2 separate regions of the Sus scrofa genome follow, and region 2 is linked to region 1. The links are chromatin contacts, called in public Hi-C maps. All regions are on one chromosome and are shown on one strand. Each heading gives the region's core, a stretch centred on a gene start, on an enhancer-like site or on the middle of the called end of the contact. The rest is flanking DNA. Distances are from core to core; before and after follow the strand shown.

What was found. A called contact is a pair of places that touch in the nucleus more often than the background predicts.
Region 2: a Hi-C map of fetal heart ventricle shows a contact between it and region 1, with 7 times the contacts expected there. The contact joins two enhancer-like sites. A contact is called at or near these places in 2 of 47 Hi-C or Micro-C datasets (fetal heart ventricle and heart right ventricle).

Annotation. Positions count from the first base shown.
Region 1 is chr6:107,385,367-107,388,129 of Sscrofa11.1, reverse strand. No RefSeq gene overlaps it. Among named protein-coding and RNA genes, the nearest start is that of GATA6, 100 kb to the right of the region's middle. Within about 2 kb of position 1,284, at least 7 of the 83 cell types and tissues checked have an H3K27ac peak or open chromatin away from gene starts, as enhancers often do.
Region 2 is chr6:107,575,724-107,578,423 of Sscrofa11.1, reverse strand. No RefSeq gene overlaps it. Among named protein-coding and RNA genes, the nearest start is that of GATA6, 290 kb to the right of the region's middle. Within about 2 kb of position 1,378, at least 21 of the 83 cell types and tissues checked have an H3K27ac peak or open chromatin away from gene starts, as enhancers often do.

The sequences.
Region 1 (2,763 bases), core at 35-2,534:
GGGCGATCAGCTTGCCAGGAGAGTGAGGCTTGCACCCGTGCCCTGGAACATCTCTGAAATTCCTGTCTCCGTGTGTAATGTTTGGACCGTCTCTGAGCACCATCAGCCGGCCTGTACTACATCCTTGACACGTCTGCAGACACTCTGAGGGAGGTGGGGTTGAGAGAAAGAAGTAAAGCCCAGAAACAATTGAGCCCTAATAGTTCCAGCTCTACACAAGTGCTATTTTGGTATCTGGCCTTGTACCTGACAAATGAATGGGAATTCTGAGTGGAAACATAGATGTCCATTAGTAGGAGAAATCAAGGAAGGGGCGGGCCCCTCGTAACACCCTCTTCATTCTCAGCTGCTCTTTCATCTGACCTTGTTCCCTCAGAGGACAGGGAACACGCCAAGGTCTTCTTCCAATGTCTACACCCAACTGCCACTTTCGTTTAGCTGTCCTTAAAACGTCCTATGAGAAAACAGAAGCCATATCATGAGAGCACACCCGCTAAAGCCTACAAAATACACCCGTGTACTGTGGTTTATGTACATGCTTCTCACAGCAAAACCAGGGACGTCAGCAGGGCCGATATCACTGTGCGCATCTTACAGATGAGGAAACTGAGGCAGCAGGAGCTCAGGCAATTAGCCAAGGTCACGGAATCGGAAAAAGCAAAACTCAAATCTAGGATCCCATTCATCTGAATCCAAGTCCACAGCTCTTTTATCTCACCATGTATTTTTTTTTAAATCACAGCCATCCGTGCTAGAAAAAAAAATACATAGAAAACATCTGGGAAAGTACCAGGACAGGGCGCTAAAGTGAGGACGCGCATTCCCCCTGGAGACCCCCCAGGTGGCAGCCCTATACATGGGTGTCTTCACCTGAGTCGCCGGGCCTGCCCACCTGCCCCCGCCTGTGGTTCCCCTGCCCTCTGCTCTGGCGGCCACTCTGCTCCACAGGCCCGCCGGTGTCAGGAGCACCCCCCGCCCCCCTCCCCGGAGCTGCAGCTGGGGTCCCCGCCTTGTCCTAGAGGGCCACTGGCCACATCCTGCCTGCCCTGAGCCCCGCCAAGACCGAAAGGCACAGTCCAGATGATATTCGTCATCTTCGGGCTCCTCACACGAGAAGGTAAATATCCTCTTCCCCAGTTTACGAAAGAGCAAACTGAGGCTGAGAGATAGGAATCCTGATTGAGCCCAAGGTCACGTGGCCAGTTCGCAGCAGAGCCGGGAACCGCACGCCCACAATGGCCGCCCTTTGCTTATCTCCTGTGAGCACCCGCGCTCGCGCAGGCCCAGTGCAGCTTAGCAGGGACCCCGAGGCACTGCCCAGGCGTGGGGAACCGGCCTGGGAAAGGGGCCCAGCTTTCCTGGCTTCCAGTCTGGGACTCGAGCCATGGGACCACGCCACTGTCCCTCGGTAAATCAATCTGGAATTGGACGCTGAGTCCCATTAGAATGAGGCAGTCAGGTGTGAGGGTATTTTCCAGATGACAATTAGGGAAAAGAGAAAAAAAAAAAAAATGGAGTTCAGGTTAACGCAGAGATCTATGGCCCAAAATACCAAAAGGGAAAGTACGGTAATTCACAGAGGGCTTAAAAAGAAAACAAAGGAGGGAAAATTGAAACAAAAGCTATCTCATTGACGATCTGCCATTTCCTTTTTTCCAGTTGCTTTTTTTTTTTCCGTCTTGGGAAACTGGCATCTGTCTCTCCCCTCACCAAACACATAACATGTAAAGACAAGGGCTTGAATAGCTGGTCTAATGAGGCATTAATAGAATGTGACTGCAGAGCCCAGGTATCCAGGTCCCCTGAAGGACACCAGGCCTCTGTCCCCTGAAGGACACCAGGCCTCTGTCCATAGCCAAGCAAAGTGTTCCACCTGCTTGGGAAGCTATTTATTGACACTCAGAGGTTTAGACAAGGCCATGGGTTTTTAAATAGGCCACTTTCCTGAATTTTATTGCTTGGTTCCATAGTGTTTAGCTGAAAATAATTAACTTTTCACAGTGTTACTTATACTGAGCTTCCGTTTAGCAAGAGCAAGTTTTTAAAAGAGAGCTGAGAGCTTAGCAGAAAAACAAACAAATATGTAAAGAATCCAAAAAAAAAAGGAAAATCCACCACTGGGCTGGTCACCTTTTAGTTTTTTTAATTTGAAAGAATTACTAAATGTTCTCGAAGTTGCTAAACCAAGTAAGTTTACTACTTAAAAGCCTTGTGATAATGGCATGGCTCCACTGTGTCACCAAATGAACACAGATGGTTCATGGCTTCCTTCCTAATGGCTGGAGCTAAAGGGGGCACACCTTTGCAGGCTGCTCTGGCTGGTTCATTTCATCTAATTTTACTCTGCTGGTTGGGGGTATGGGAGTGGCAGGATTTCTAGGAACAGCCTCCAAGATTCCACACCCAAATGCCCAGAACCTGAGAATGTGTTGAATGATCACATCATGTTATATTACATGGCACCTTGACCTCAAGAGGGGGAGATAATCCAGGCTGGTCTAACCTAGTCACATGGGCCTATGAAAGCAATGAATTTTCTCCAACTGGTGACAAAAGATGATGATAGGAAAAGGCAGAGGGATTAAAGCATGGGGAAGAATGTACCACTGCTGCCTCCAAGATGAAGAAGATGACCAGCAAAGGAAGGTGGGCAGCCCCAGAGGGAGAGAAAGGCCTGGGTTGATGGCTGACAAGGAAATGGACCTCAGTCTTACAACCGCCAGGAAGTAGATTCTGCCAACAATCTGAATGAGCTTGGAAGCA
Region 2 (2,700 bases), core at 129-2,628, 190 kb before region 1:
GACTGTCATGATTGGAAGGGTACAGCTTGCATCCAGTGAGTAGAGGCCAGGGCTGCTGCTAAACATCTTACAATGCATAGGACAACCCCTGCCATAAAGAATATTCTGGTCCAAAATGTCAATACTACATAAATTGAAAACTCTGGCATAGAGGAGTGAGTTTCCTCCTTTGCCAATAATGGGAAAGATTCTAGAGGCCTCTCACAGGGATCTGCAGAGGCCCCAGGGCATGTACCCTTCATAAGACTATTCCCCTGTGGACATAAAATGTATTTTTGTTCTTCAGGAAAACTGAAGCAGTTGCAAATGCCTTGATGAGTTAGGGGACTATCCTGAAATTCAAGGTCACAGGCAAGGAAGTTCTTCTGGGGACAGTGGTGCTGGTGTGTGGATCCAGGTAGCCCTTTGCCCCTGCTCTGCTGCCTTTCACAGCTGGGGGCAGACTGAGACAGAAGTTGTCCTGGAGACAGAAATCACCTGATAAGGTGTCCTGGTGGGTCCTTACTGATCCAGCAGCACAGCATGACTAACAATGAAGCTCAAATCTATACTTTCTGATAGCCCTGCTGCAGACTAAAAACCATTTCAGCTAATTTCAGAATCCATGATATATTTGTGAGTGTGTATGCATGTAATATGTGTTGAGTTTTTTTGTTTGTTTGTTTGCTTTTTAGGGCTGCACCCATGACATATGGAAGTTCCCACGCTAGGGGTTGAATTGGAGCTACGGCTGCTGGCCTATGCCACAGCCACAGCAACAGGGATCTGAGCCATGTCTTGGACCTATACTACAGCTCACGGCAATGCTGGACCCCTAACCCACTGAGCGAGGCCAGGGATCAAACCCATAACCTCATGGATCCTAGTCAGGTTAACCGCTGGGCCACATAGGGAACTCCCGAGAGGCATCTTTATGTATCTAACGATGCTTTAATTAAGCTGATATTCAAATTAGCTTAAATCCTCAGCGTCCCTGGGAGATGCAGCTTATGGAGCAGCAGATGATGGGGGAAAGACAGTCCATGATTAAAACGTCACATGGGATAAATGCCAAAGCAGAGGTCCCACCCTGGGAGAGTTATGAATTGACTGCACCCCTTCTCATCTCCACCCCCTCAATCATTGCTGATGGGCAGAGGGAAACCATTTTCTGCCATCTGGTTTTTGCAAAAGTCAGGCAGTAAGCTCCCTGGGACAGGGATCTTATCTTGTGTAGTTCAAGAATGAGCACATGGCTGTGTACACTCCACAAGCCCTATTAGTACTGAACGCAATCATAAAAATAGCCCAAACGTGGAGATGTGATAACGCCCCACAGTCAGCCTTAGTCATCGTGTCCGAAGGGCAGTGGGTTCCCCAGGCTGGTGCCTTACGTCCTACAGACAAGCACCTTGGCTGATAAGGCGGCGGCCTATTGTAAGACTCACACAGTAGTTCCCAGGATCCTGGAAAAACAGCAGTTCAATCACAACTTTTTTTCCCCTGGTGTTTGACTTTGGCACCGAGTTCTTTTCAAATGAGAACTATGCCAAACATCTTGTCCTAACCCTTCTACTCAGCAAGTATGCGAACAAGCTCTCTGTAGCATGCCAGGCACAGGGTGTGTGTGCAGGGGGAGTTCTGGTGGGAGGCTGCGAGGAGCAGAATGCTTTCTCTGTGGGCAGGAACCGGCTCTGGGCAGCATCTAGAAGCAGGGCAGAATGATCAGTGCCCAGGGCACAGTGAGGCCTGCCCAGCTCAGGCAGCACTGGATGGAGGGTCTGTGCCTCCAGGGCCCCAGGCCAGGCCTGCCTGTGATTTTCGGGGTTGGCAGGCGCTGGTGTTTCCTCCCCCGAGAAAAGTGCGCAGACATTAGGGGAATGTCTCATTGTTGTGGCATCTGGATCTGAATTCTCCTCTGGGACCAGCTAGGAAATAGCTGGAGCCCACAGGAGAAAGCTCACGTATGGAGGGTGTGTTTGCCTATAAATATTCGAATGTGTGTGCAGTCACACATTTGCAGGGTGCTAGGATGGCTATGGGATGGACACAGCGGTCTGTGTCTGGAGGAAGATCTTGCACACTGGATGTCCTAAGGAAGAAGTCCTCCTCCCGAGCAGGTAAATCCTTTCCCTCCTGGGCTCAGGGGGAAGCTGGGCCTGCACCAGGACAGAGAGAAGCTTCCCCAGCACCAGCCATCCCAGTTCCCAGCCAGCTTCTGGGGCTCCAACCCTCTGCACCAAGACCGTCCATCTCCCACTGCAGGAAAGGCATCGTTCTTCATTCCCAGGGCAAATTGTTCCTAGGAAAGAGCAGAATCTTAGAAGGAAATCACATCATCGCGAGGGGAGAGCCAGTTCCTTTGTACTATTTTTCAGGGCTGCCTTTGGAGCCAATAATCTGTCATTCCTTGAATAAACAAGCACCTTATCATATCACAAACATTTATTTAACCCTTTTCTCCTGCACTTTTACCAGCAGGGAGAAGGAAAGCGGTTAGCAGGGCGGCCGGAGCCCTGTGGCAGAAATGCCAAATTCCCTGAACGTTACACCCAATCTGTAAAGTGTCAGCCAGCCCTTCTCTCTGTCTTCATAAAACGCTGGAGCCGGTCACCCAGACTCACGGTCCGCATTCCCACTACTCTTCCCATCCCCCCCCCAACCCCTGTCCATTAATACCCCTCACCCTTTTGCAGACAGGCCCTTAATTCCATCCAAATG